Linked DNA regions of Sus scrofa: region 2 is linked to region 1. Evidence: chromatin contacts called from public Hi-C data. All regions are on one chromosome and are shown on one strand. Each heading gives the region's core, a stretch centred on a gene start, on an enhancer-like site or on the middle of the called end of the contact. The rest is flanking DNA. Distances are from core to core; before and after follow the strand shown.

Evidence for each region. A called contact is a pair of places that touch in the nucleus more often than the background predicts.
Region 2: a Hi-C map of embryonic fibroblasts shows a contact between it and region 1, with 4 times the contacts expected there. The contact joins two enhancer-like sites. A contact is called at or near these places in 3 of 47 Hi-C or Micro-C datasets (embryonic fibroblasts, epiblast stem cells and subcutaneous adipose tissue).

The regions. Positions count from the first base shown.
Region 1 is chr18:17,726,605-17,733,160 of Sscrofa11.1, forward strand. All of the region lies in intron 2 of MKLN1 (muskelin), which reads right to left. All of the region lies in intron 4 of LOC106506781 (a long non-coding RNA gene), which reads left to right. Among named protein-coding and RNA genes, the nearest start is that of MKLN1, 100 kb to the right of the region's middle. Within about 2 kb of position 2,652, at least 5 of the 83 cell types and tissues checked have an H3K27ac peak or open chromatin away from gene starts, as enhancers often do. A contact at or near this core is called in embryonic fibroblasts, where this site is marked.
Region 2 is chr18:18,025,944-18,032,499 of Sscrofa11.1, forward strand. It overlaps LOC110257572 (a long non-coding RNA gene), which reads left to right. Exons shown (of 3, transcript XR_002340372.1): 2 at 1-4,890; 3 at 5,508-6,556. Among named protein-coding and RNA genes, the nearest start is that of MIR29B-1, 10 kb to the right of the region's middle. Within about 2 kb of position 3,873, at least 37 of the 83 cell types and tissues checked have an H3K27ac peak or open chromatin away from gene starts, as enhancers often do. A contact at or near this core is called in embryonic fibroblasts, where this site is marked.

The sequences.
Region 1 (6,556 bases), core at 1,402-3,901:
ATCTTGTCTGTTGACAATTTAGAAAGTTGCAATTGAGGAAGCAAAGGGTAAACAGAAATCACAATAAGCACTTTTACGCATACAAAGTTCTTCATCTGCTTTTTGGCTCATACTACCAAGAACCTAGAACAGCACTCAGAGTTTTTATAACTGCTTAATAACTAAAACCAAAGTAAAAGCAAAACAAAATGAAACAAACAAAACACTGGTACTTATTAACACTATTCAGCTATGTCCCACACTGGGTTCAATAATGCTATCAAATTAAGCTCTGAAATCAAAGTACCCCTGTCCTATTACTGTACAGCACATCACATGTGTACTTCCTTTTTAAAATTTTGTTTATTTATTTATTTTGCTTTTTAGGGCCTCAGCCGAGGCATATGGAGGTTCCCAGGCCAGGGGTCAAATTGGAGCAATAACTGCCAGCCACAGCCACAGCCACAGTCACAGCAACACAGGATCCAAGCCATTGTCTGCGACCTATACCCACAGCGCACGGAAACGCTGGATCCTTAATCCACTGAGTGAGCCAGGGATCGAACCTGCAACCTCATGGCTACCAGTCAGATTCGTTTCCACTGCAGCACAATGGGAACTCCCTGTTTTGTTTTTTTTTTTTTCCATGTGTACTTCCTTTTTAATACTCAACAGTTTTATACTCAGCATATATTCAGTATGTAGTCTTTACTGCTTCCATTTACTGGTAAAAGAACCATGTCACAATAGGTAAAGTGGCTTGCTTAGATTTAGCAAGAAAATTAATGTTAACATAGAGTCAAAAATTCCTAACTCCAGAATGAATAGAAAAATTAAAAGGCAAAAAAAACCTTTATTAGGGGCAAAGAGATCCTTCTTAATATTTTAATAAAGAACTGTTACAACTCAATAATTAAAAGACAAAGACCCTAATGTAAAAATTGGCAAAGGATATAAACTAATCATAAAAGGAGTTCTCTGTAGCCATCAAAGAAATACTTTATTGTTAACCAGACTCTGCCTAAAATGTGAGTTCAGAGATCTCTGGTAAGATGGCCTAGACTAGACCTCAGAGACAAGGTTAGATAAGTGGGTGTTTTCCTTGCCCTAGTCCCAATTTGGCAATTTTAATATTCTCCACTGGAAGTGATGACATGAGAAAGCCACATGAGAAATCCGAGAGCATTGAGAAGAATAGATCCAACATTGTCTGGGCCTCACAGATAATTATCAGCAGCTGAGGAGAAGGGATGCATGGTGCAGGATCCCAGAGCCTGTGAGCCCCCCAGTTGACTCTCAGGGACAGAGTCAAGCCTTGTCTGGCTTTGTGCAGAGCCCCTGCAGTCTTACTCCTCAGAGTGTGGTTAATGGGCAGCAGTAGCAGGGACGTCTCCAGGGAGCTCAAGGAAATGTGGAACCTGGAGCCCTGACTCCAGTCCTCTTGAATCAGAATCTGCCTTTTAGCAAGTTTCCTGGGTGACACACATGCACTGTGAAGCTTGAGAAGCCCTGCCTTTCGAGGCCTGGCTCAGGGTCTGCTCATTGCAGGTGCTCAGTCAATGCCTGGTGACAGAACGAAAGACTGGACAGGGTGATCTCTGGCGTTCTTTTCTAGAGTTAATCATCTGACTTACCAAAAACTAGTCACTATCCAGTTGGGTCAAGTATTAACCATTTCACAAAGGGCTTTAAGTAAGATTAATGAATTAATAATGGTGTTTTGGTGTTGAAATTGTCTGCAGTGAATTTAGAGTTTCTTATTAGTATCATTTCACTAAGCTTCTTTATATGCCCAGGAAGCATCAGCCAGGCATAAATTCTTCTATTTTGTCCTCTCTGGTCCACCTCTCCCAAAAAGGAAAGAATTGGAAATGTAAAATTGAAAGAGTAAAAATGAGAATAAGTCTGAAAATGCTGGCGAAAAGAATGCCCACCACTGTAAGGCCATTGCTCTTTTACCTGCCTTTCCAGAGAGTGGAGTCCCTGAGCTTTCACCTTGTACCATACTGGCATGTGTGTGGAGGAGGTGACGGTGAGGAGGGAAAGAAGAGATGAGGAAGAGAAAGAAGTGACCAAGAACTAAGGGCTCCTGTGCTGTCCTATAAGCTGATACTGGCAAAGGTACCAAATTTGGCCAGTTAAGGTGCACCTGCAGCAACTGTGCACCATCATCGTCGTTATCTTCATCATCATTTTTGTTCTGTTTGCTGTCTGCCAACCTCTTCACTGAGCTTTTTTTTTTTTATCTTTTGTCCTTTTAGGGCTATACCCATGGCATATGGAGTTTCCCAGGCTAGGGGTCGAATCAGAGCTGTAGCCGCCAGCCTATGCCAGAGCCACAGCAATGCTGGATCCGAGCTGTGTTTGCAACCTACACCACATCTTACGGCAACGCCAGATCCTTAATCCACTGAGCGAGGCCAGGGATCGAACCTACAACCTCATGGTTCCTAGTCAGATTCATTTCCACTGTGCCACGACGGGAGCTCCTCCACTGAGCATTTTTATTTGATAGTGACCCAGCCCCTTCTAGCTTCAAGGTTGTCCACAGACCTTATGCTGCCAGAAAACTAGTTACAGAAAGGGAGACAAAAATCCAGAGGACGGAGAAGCATTCTGAGTTCCACTAATGAGTGAGGTGACTCACAGCTGACTCAGACAAGCCTAGGAGATGGAAGGCAGTGGGGGGCAGACCTCAAAGGAGCCCTGCCGAAATGTTCAAATAGGAGCTGGGAGGCCAGGGATGCAGTGTTATTTAGAGAGCAGCCTGCAGCTCTGGCATTGAAGGGAGGAGCAGATCCTAAAAACAGAGGGAGAAAATTGCATTTAAGGCCAAGAACTGCTTTGTGAATCAGTAGCTTTCTCTGCTTAGACAAATACGAAACATTCTTTGGTGACATTGACCTGCTCTTTGGCAAATCTCAGAATACTAACTCAATAGGAATTAATTGTCATCAAGTTCCTGGGGAGTAGAGGTAAATCAGATACCACTCTCTATTTTTCTAAGGATCTCACTGAGAAAAATAAGCCTCTTTCTTTAGTATTTTACATCTGAAGAACACTGTGATCCAACCTGTGCTTATAGATAGATTTTTTTTTAAAATTTGAAAACATACAACTGAAGCATCTTCTCTCTTACTAATGGATAAATGAGGTTTTGTGTTTGAAGATTCCAAAGTCAATTATTGTTATGAAGGATCATAACTGCAGTGTCCTATATGGACCGCACTGAAATGATATGTCCCACCACACACCATAACATGCATTTGTGAGAAGGCTGGATGTACGTATAGACTGCTTGAGTAACATGGTTTTTCCCTGTGTACTAAGTAACCCACACAGAGCTCAAACCCATGATCTCAAGCTCATTAAGACAATGAAAACCAACTCAGCTATCTAAGGATAAATATGGGTTAATTACATACTTAAGTGTAATTTGATGGTTACTGTCACAAATGTACTTCACCAGAATGGCACAATGGTGAAAGCGTCGGAGGTTCTTTGCTAGCTTGGCCACCTGTGAACCTTCACTAAGATGAAAAAAATTTGCTCCAAAGGCAAAAATGTTCAACTTTGCCTGCCTCCAACAGGTAGCAACAACAGTTGGATGTAGTTGTTTTTGTCTTGACCAACTAGTTTTCTATAACCAGCAGGTTTACTGTATTTAATTTGGGGTGATTTGCAACATTATTAAGTCCAGTATGTCTGACACTTGCAAAAGCAATGAGGATGTTGAATGTGCTATTAATTAAGAAGAAACTTATGATTATGATGAAAATGAAAGAGATGAACAAAGTGAATGTCATGAATGGTAAGAAAAATCACCGGTGTTGCATGTGTATGAGATGAAATGAGATGGACCATTAGTTAATAGGGGCGATTCTGAAAGATAAAGAAATATTCAAAACATGAAAAATCCTGGCTCAGTCTGTGCCGTGAACATCAATCAGCAAGAAATGAGGACAAGTAACCCAAGAAACGGAAAGAGTTTGGAATGTGTGATTAGAGACTGGGTATCAGCTTTGAATGGCTATAACCCAAATATTAATTCAGGTAAGAACTAAAAATATAGTCAAGCATTTAAAAGCCAGGTGTGGTAAAAGTTCTCATTCCGGAATCTTTGCTGAAAACCAGTGATAACTACGTAGATTCGAGATCTGTGCAACATTAAATTCCCCCATGGAGTTCCCGTCATGGTTCAGTGGTTAACGAACCCGACTAGTAACCGTGAGGTTGCGGGTCTGACCCCTGGCCCCCACTCAGTGGGTTAAGGATTCAGCCGTGAGCTGTAGTTGGAAGACGCAGCTCAGATCTTGTATTGCTGTGGCTGTGGCTGGCAGCTGTAGCTCCAATTAGACCCCTAGCCTGGGAGCTTCCATATGCCGCGGGTGCGGCCCTAAAAAGACAAAAGACAAAAAAAAAAAAATTCCCCATTGGAAGCTGCTGAGGAGTTCCTTATGACACTTGCAAAGCCCACCAAAGAGTGCCTTGTCCACCTTTCACTTTATAAGGACTGATCTAAATTGGATACAGAAGCCCAGTAGAATAGCTATCAGCAAGGAGATTAAGATGCTGTCTAGTTTTAAAACGTTAAAGGATCATCAAACCCCATTTTGGTAGAAATATGTTTTCCTAAGCTTTAAACACTAGTAGCCAGTTTTGTCTTATTAACAGTTTTTTTCAGAATTCACGTGTTTGTAAATTATATAAATGTGAATATACATTCCTCTGTACATTTTTGCATCTTTTTTTTTATTTAAAGTTGGATAGTGGGATTTTCCTTTAGCTTTTAGCTAATTCTTTAACATGGTCTTTTAATAGCAGCTTGGTACTCCATTTATTTACTATCATTTGATCCACCTTTTGCTGGATTCATAAGAATGCTATGATATTAATATCATTAGACATTAATTGCTATATTTCTTTGGTTATTTCATTAGGATAAATTAGTAAAACAAAGTTACTAGGTCATAGTATTATGAATGTTAGTAGTTTTAATATGTTTCTAAAACTGAAATCACTTCCATGAAAATGTCTGTGTTCTTGATTCCATGTACCTTTGTCAGTACTAAATGCTATTTTTCTTTCATCTCTATTCAGTTTGAGGAGAAAAAATATTTATTATCAAGATCTCTCTATGCTTTTTAATGCATGTCTTTTGCCACTTTTTCTTTTTCCCCTTTTTAGGGCCATATCTGCAGCATATGGATGTTCCCAGGCTAGGGGTCAAATGGGAGCTGCACCTGCCAGCCCACACCACAGCCATAGCAATGCCAGATCCAAGCTGTATCTATGATCTACGTTGCAGCTTGTGGCAATGCCAGATCCTTAACCCACTGAATGAGGCCAGGGATTGTATCCACATCCTCATGGATATTCATCAGGGTGGTTACTGCTGAGCCACAATAGGAACTCCGTCAGTTTTTCTATTGGAATACTTCCTTTTAATTAGTGATTTGTAATCATTCTTTATATATTAAGGATAGTTCCCACCAACGAATTTTTGTTAGCCTTTTAACTTTATAATAGTCATCACCATTGTTTTTCCTCTCTAAAGATAACACCAGGAGTTCCCATTGTGGTGCAGCAGAAACGAATCTGACTGCGAACCATGAGGTTGCAGGTTCGATCCCTGGCCTCACGCAGTGGGTTAAGGATCTGGCATTGCCATGAGCTGTGGTGTATGTTGCAAATACAGCTCAGATCCTGTGTTGCTATAGTGTAGGCCTGTAGCTACAGCTCCGATTAGACCCCCAGCCTGGGAACCTCCATATGCAGTAGGTGTGGCCCTAAAGAGACAAAAAATAAATAAATAAATACATAAATGAAATAAAGGTAATGCCATTTACACGTTAATTCACATGGTTGATGGGAAAACTAAATAAGAAAATATTTGTGAAAATGCTGTAAAACATAAAGGATTTTTATCACATACTTCCAATGTTGATGCTAACAAGAAATCAAGAGGATTGGCCTGCAAGTCTAACATGAATTTGTAGACAAATAAATCCCTATTCTGGACCCTGATAGTATCTTACGAAATAAGTAATTATTTTATCTCTTTTGTGTCATAGTTATTAGGAATGTTATAAAAATAAACAAAGATGGAGTTCCTGTCGTGGCGCAGTGGTTAACAAATCCGACTAGGAACCATGAGGTTGCGGGTTCGATCCCTGCCCTTGCTCAGTGGGTTAACAATTCGGTGTTGCTGTGAGCTGTGGTGTAGGTCGCAGACGCGGCTCAGATCCCACGTTGCTGTGGCTCTGGCGTAGGCTGGCGGCTACAGCTCTGATTCGACCCCTAGCCTGGGAACCTCCATGTGCCATGAGAGCGGCCCAAGAAAATGGCAAAAAGACAAAAAAAGTTAAAAAATAAAAAATAAAGATATTTCTGAGACTTTTAGGTAAATCCATAAAACTAAGGTGTTGTGCTACTATTCTTTTATTTTCTTTTGCAAAAGTTCACTGATCCAGTATAAGCCCATTACAACAGGAGAGACACCATAGTCATCACTGTTGCTACTTCAGGTTCATAAGTTATATCCTGCTCACCTTTCCAAATAGTCCTTTTCTTAGTT
Region 2 (6,556 bases), core at 2,623-5,122, 300 kb after region 1:
AGGTGGAAAGGTGCTCCATCACCTGTCACCTCTCAGGGCAGCCCCAGTCCCCTCTCCTCCTGCCCAGTCGGTCATCTTTGAGCATGCTTCAGCCACACCACTCTCACTCGAGGCGCTTCTGTGGAAGAGTTCCAGCTTCTTTACCCTGGCTGTCCGGACTCTGTCCACCTGGACCACACACCATTTTTGACATGTGCCCTAGCTAGCGTCCATCGTCTAGGACTCAGGAATTATTTGTTGATGGTCTTAACTACTAGGACTCAGGAATTATTTGCTGATTTGCTTAACTACTTACTGACAGACAGTATGGCAAAAGCGCATCCTGAAGTGTCCATTAAGACGTATGCTAAACCAACTATACTTTAGTTTTTTGAAAAGAGCAAGGAAGGAGAAAAGACGTGAGCTTCCGACCATCTGTGGGTTTGAGGCGCAGTGCTGGCCGCAGTGCCCATTAGAGAGCTCTGTGCCTGCACAGAGCTGACAGCCCAGCCGGGGAGGAGACGGGACAGTGCAGGCCACGCTAGGGAACCAGCAGCAGAAATGACCGTGTCGCAAGGCAGTGTGTGGTTAATGGCCAGACACACGGCTCAAGAATGAATCGTGTAGGTTCTCCACTCCAAAAGGACAGAAGCCAGCCTGGCCGCCTGTTGACCCACGTCACACAGCACAGGTACCCTGCCAGTCGCGCAGAACCCACCCCCCTGACTCCAAAGCTACAGAAATACTGAAGAGAATGTGCCGTTTGTCTCTGTAGCGCCCACATTCCCTGAAAGACTCTCTCCTCCCCCCCTCCCTTCCTTGTCCAACTTTGTCCCTCCTTTGAGAGGCTCCTCTTCCTTTCAGAGCAGCCTAGAGACCCTGAGTACAGCCTGCTGACCCTGCAGGCAGCTTCTGCCATGGAGTGGAGGGCGGTGCTCGTGCGCTTCTGTCCTGTGAGGGACGTGCACCGCCGCAGGGACCGTGTCTTTTCCCTCCAGCACCTGACGCTCTGCGACATGGAGCACATGTCCCTTAAGCGTTTGTCATTGACCGAAAGGACTTAACACGTTAGAGGGGCTGAGTAACATGGGTTGGCTTTATAGGGTTAAGACATGAATGCTGTGAGTGCAGAAGAGGGTGACAAGCCAGAGTGGTCCAGGGAGACTCTGCAGAGCAAGCAGGGAATATTGGGCTGGGCCTGGGAGGCTTCGTACATTTAAAATGGGCGGAGAACCCCAGGTGGAGTAGCTCTGTGCCTGTGATTGCTGCCAACCCAGCTGGTCTCTCGAAACAGGAAAACAGACCAGAGGGAGGGAGCCCTGCAGAGCCAGGCAGTGGGGGCAGCTTGTTTTAGTTGGAGCAGAGGGTTTGTCTAAAGGAAGGAGAGAGAATGCCCTGGCAGAAGGATGGACTTAGGATGGATTTAGGTGGTGGAAAGACCTCAAATGCAGCGGGGTATCTTGTCGGCAGCGGGCGCTGTGGATTACTTTTGACAACCACAGTGACCTGATGGAAGTGGTGTGGAATGTGGGAGCTGCCCTGTGGCCCTGCCCTCAGTTTGCATCACAGCCCATGGTCCAGGTGGTCACCACGATGCTTAGGACCCAGGTGTGAAGCCCCTCGACTGCACAGCGCTTCACCTTGCGGGGCTGGACCTGCCGTAAACAGCGGCTCTCCTTCCGGCATTGCCCTTGACCTGGCTCTGAGCTGTTGAGGCTTTGGGTCCATTCAGCTCTGTCCTGTCCCTCCACCCTCGTGACTGGCAATGACCCGGAAGGGGGCAGCACCCCCGCAGCAGGTGGCCTCCAGAGCTGAGTCACTGCCCTGGGAATGGTGCCCTGGTGAGGCTGGCTCAGGCAAATGGGCGAGCTCTCCGCCCTGGCAGAGCCCAGAGCCCAGGAGAAATAGATTCCTTGTGCATCTAGAGGCATCACTGAGCTGATAAGAAAGTGAAGTAAAGGCAGCTGGAGACCCAGAAGCAAACTGTCCCAATGATAGTTTCTAGCTGGGTCTTTGGCAGAGTCCAAAGCATTTTTCTCACAATTAAACGTACGGGCCGTGGTTGTTTTATTTGAACACACCAAAATTATCCATTTACGGATACCCTTAAGAATGGAATGCAAAGGAGTTTAAGATAATGTCTTAAGATTCTTTTTGACCTTGTAAATTACAAGCGCTTAAGGAATGAGCTTAAGGATTAAAATGATCTGGAGAGTTATTCTTGGAAATTAATAAATGAAGTTTAGGTCTTTTTTTTTTTAACACGTTTTCTTTATCATTCCTAAATACTCTGATGGATGTTGTTTTTTGAAAATGATCCTGCTTTTAATTCATCACAGAGAAGATAGAAATATAGTGTTGCTTTTGAAAGGAGGGTTTTTTGGGTGGTTTTTTTTCCCCTAAGTCTGGCTTGTTTACTACACCAATGAATAGAGATGACCTCAGTCTGAAAAAACAAGCTAACCATACTCTCTCTCCTTGCCTGGCAAAAAAGGCCTTTATCAAGTAGCAAAAGACAGCAAGTCAGACCACCAAGTCATCATTTTAGCTGATTAGATTTTCCAAAAGACAGAACAGTAAGCTCTCCACGTTTTCACTGCTGAGCAGTGGCTCTTGGGAAATACTCCCAACTCAGTTTCTGTAAAACCTTAAAAAGTCTGGTGACAGTTACTCAGACAGCTGCCCGAATGCAGATGCTACAGATGTGGTTGCCCATGCCCTCGCCCCTGTGAGATTTCAGAATGGGAGAAAATAGCATCACGTCTCTTGCTTTTTGAGTACGAAATTTTTTAATTAAAAAAGAAAAAAAAAAGCCGAATTCTTTGTTCCTTTACACGCCCAGTTAATTCTCTGCAGCAGAAGTGTCCCTGGGGGCCCAAACCCAGTCATCTTCTCGGGCAAATGGCCTTGAGCGCCGCGTGTCTGCGTGCTCTCACTGTCCTGGGGTGGTTTTCAGCAAGTCCCTGGACCTCAACTACTTAGTTCCCAAAGATGCTGTGAGCCTGTGACTTGGAAGTTGGGTTTTTCTCTGTTATGTTGTTTGTTTACTTTCCATGAGCCACACAGAAATCTGGTTGGACAGTCGAAGGGTTCCCACTTTCTCTCCGGGGAAGAATTCAAGCGGATTCTACCAGAGACCAGAACCATATCCTGTCTCCTACAACCTTTGTGGTTTCAGATCAATAGGAGGCCAAATCGAAATGCATTGGAAGTTCAATTGACTTTAGAATCCACTCCAGTCCAAAGAATCTCTAGATTCACTGCATTTGGGCGTGTGGTTTGGGGAAAGAGGATTTTTTTTTTTTTTTTTTTTTAAAGGAGGGTAGCTTTATTCTTTATTTTTTGACCTATGTGGGAAGGGAGAACTGACCTGATTTGGGGGAGAGGTTACAAAAAAGTCAATCCCGGTGAAAGACTGGTGAGCATTCTGCCCCCACCTGAGGACGGCCTGCGCCTGTGAAAAAGCCGGGGAAGGGACCGACATGACAGCGTTGACGCATCCTGGCGTCAGAAGGCCTTAGGGAAGCTCTCAGGCCCTGATGAGTTAAAAAGGCAGAGGCAGCCAGTCAGCGAGTGCCCGCCTGGGCACGGATTTGTTTATCCTGCCCTTCTGAAGTCAGAGCCAACATTCTTCATGGCTTTGAATGATCCGGAATGTTTCTCTCTTGGCAGGGCCGGCTTTGCACACACGGGCGTGTGTACGACTCAGGCCCCCGAGATGTGGGCCAAAGCAGAGCCAGCCTCAGCCGAGGTGTCGCATCTCAGAATCGTCTTGTTTTAGAGCAAAAGGGAAACTGTCACACACAGCTGCTTGTGTCAGAGATGGAGAGACCGAACCTGGGTGGTGGTGGCCAGAGGTCACGGAACTGGAGGAGGGCCAGCGGGAGCCAGGCCGCCCGCCTCTGACCGCACGGCTCCTGTCCAAGCCCGGGAAGAGGCTCCAGGGCGCCCTTGGCCTCCCAGCGGGAGAGGCCGCTGCCCTTTGAGGAATGCTTAGAAAATGACTTGGGTCAGAAAGGAGAGCCTCATTTTTACAAAATGAAACAAATCAGTCATTTATTCGTCATAGGCAGCTTTCCCCAAACTTCCTTTGTCAGTGCGGCCAATTTATTAGCTCCTGGGCTCCCAGAAATAAGAAAAACACTGTCTCTATCTGTGCGCCAAAATGGGAGACTCGACCTACTCCCCCCCACTTTTCTTTTCTCCTTTTGTAGATGAGAACTAACTATTTCACGCTAGTTCTTAATAAAACAAACGCCGACTCCTTCCCGCAGGAGACAGAATTGAGCAATGTTCTGAGAACACGCTGTGCTCCTTGGGGCACTGAGTCAATGTGCTGTTTTAGAAGATGCTCCAGAAGCTTGGAAGTGCCTCTTGGGAGCGAAGCAAAAGGGGTGGAGCCGGGAGCAGTGACTCACCCTTCCTGCCTGGCGGCGGCAGGGAGCCTCCAGGAGCCTGGAGGAGAGGACTCAGGCCCCAGGAGTTCCCGCTGGGCCCACGCGCCTCCGTGTCCTCTGGCCCCACCACCTCTGCACCCATGAGAGCCGCGGAGGAAGCTCTCTCCTCCTGGCCCTCTGCCCGCCGCTTCCAGGAGCCCTGGGAGGACGATGTATCTGTATAAGGACAACCTCCTGAGCCGAGAGACGGTCACTTACCTGAGGAGGAAGAGCCAGTCAGAGCTCAAGGGCTGCAGGGGCCTTCCGGGAGGCGCTGGGGCTGCATCTATGGCTTTGTTGTTACCAGCGAGAAGCGAGTCCCTCAGTCCCAGTAACAGTAAATGCCAGCTGCCTCCCAGTCCAGGGAGACGGTGCCGCCGGGAAGACCAGCCCGTGACCAGCTTCTAGCATGACTTGAAGAAAAAAATCACCATGTTTCGTGCACCTCATCACCGGTGTTGCCTTCGTCTTTCAGGTGAACCAGCGCGGGGAAGGAGAAGTGCTTGGCGTGTCCCCCGCCCCGGCCTTTCCCGGGGATGGCGCTCCTGGGCCCCGAGCCCTCCCCGAGCTGCACAGAATGTTCCCCTAGAAAGGCCTGGGCCTTGGTTTAACTTCCTCGCATTCTTGAAAATTCTGGCTGTCTTGCATTTGTACGTACTTTAAAAATTGTCATCTAGCTAGTGTCTCAAATTTTAAGGCGTGAGTAAAATTCTTTTAGCAGAAAATTACACGCTTAGGGTATAGAAACGGAACTGAAAGCTGTGTACTCAAGGTTTTTGTATTCAAAGCGGACGCGAAGGCCCCTCCCCACCTTGTCAGGGGATCTCTCTCAGGCCCCTTTCCTGTTCGAAGCCCACTCCACTCCCCCCACCAGCCCCACGCCCTAAATGACCGCGGTCCCCTCCCCTGCGTGCGCACTGTGACACCTCCCCACCCCTCCGCTTCATTCCACAGTTGGACGGCCAGGTCACAAGGGCATCCACATCGTCTCCCTAGGGGGTGTTCTGGGGTGTCCAGCCCAGGGCTGGGTGCCTGCCAGGCCGTCAGTGAACGCCTGCCCACGGACTGTAACAGGTCTGTCTTTATCCACAGTGCTGGCTCTAACCGCGTGGCTGTTGGTTAACCCCTCCACGAGAGATGGACTGTCCCCCGGACGTGGCCCAAGTTGGTTCCATACACGCTGTTTTCCTTCGGAGCCCTTGTCACATCCTGTCGTCATCGGTTTGCTTACACTGGACTCACCTGCCTTGTTTGCTCTCGTGGCCTCTGAGCCTCATTCACCTCCTGGTACCTCATAATCTCGGTGAACCTGTGACTTGTGAACAGGTGCACGTGGCTGGAGTACCTCATCCCAGCTTCTGATCCTCTCTGTCTTTTCCTGGACTCGGACACCCTGGCTGATTTGCTATCCTTTCCTCCAGAGAAGCCCCCAGATCCACAGCTTCTACGCACTGATGCCCAATACTTGTCTTTCCTACCAATTTCCACATGCTGACTGTCACATCTATGGAAATGTTATCCAATGATTCTTCAGTGTTCCCCGTTCCCAGGAACAGGGGATGGGGAGTGGGGGGTACCATTTCTTGAAGAGCTAGGTACCTGTGCCTTATTTGAGATACTTACAGGTTCACGACTCTGAGAATCAACACTATTATTTCCACTTTACCAATAAAGAAACAAAAGCTCAAAAAAGGATCGAATAGCTTGTCCAAGCTGCGTAAGGAAAATCTGAATCCTGGTCTTTCCGATCTCAAAGCTTACACGGCTCGTCAGTCTGCCCCCAGTTTAAGCAGGCTGTTAAATCGGAGGTTGCTTAATAGCCCTTGACGTGAAAAAGGCAGCACACAGGTACTAACTCAGATAAGCTACTTCTTGGGAGGAAAGGGGGAGATCAGGCAAAGATATTATCGGTAGACCGATTCCAAGCAAGGATTGACAGAGGTCAGCCTCTAAAACCGTAAAGCTTCAAGAGGAAGACCATTAGCCCCTAAGAAGCCCGCCTTTGGGGCCCTCTGTGTCAGGGGGCTGACGGCGGGGGGTGGACGTCAACCCCTGACCCCTCTGGAGAAGGTGGCAGGAACCCCGTGAGTGAAGCCCGCTCACTGGCTGTCGCTCCCCCTTTTGGCGATGCTGGGAGCAGC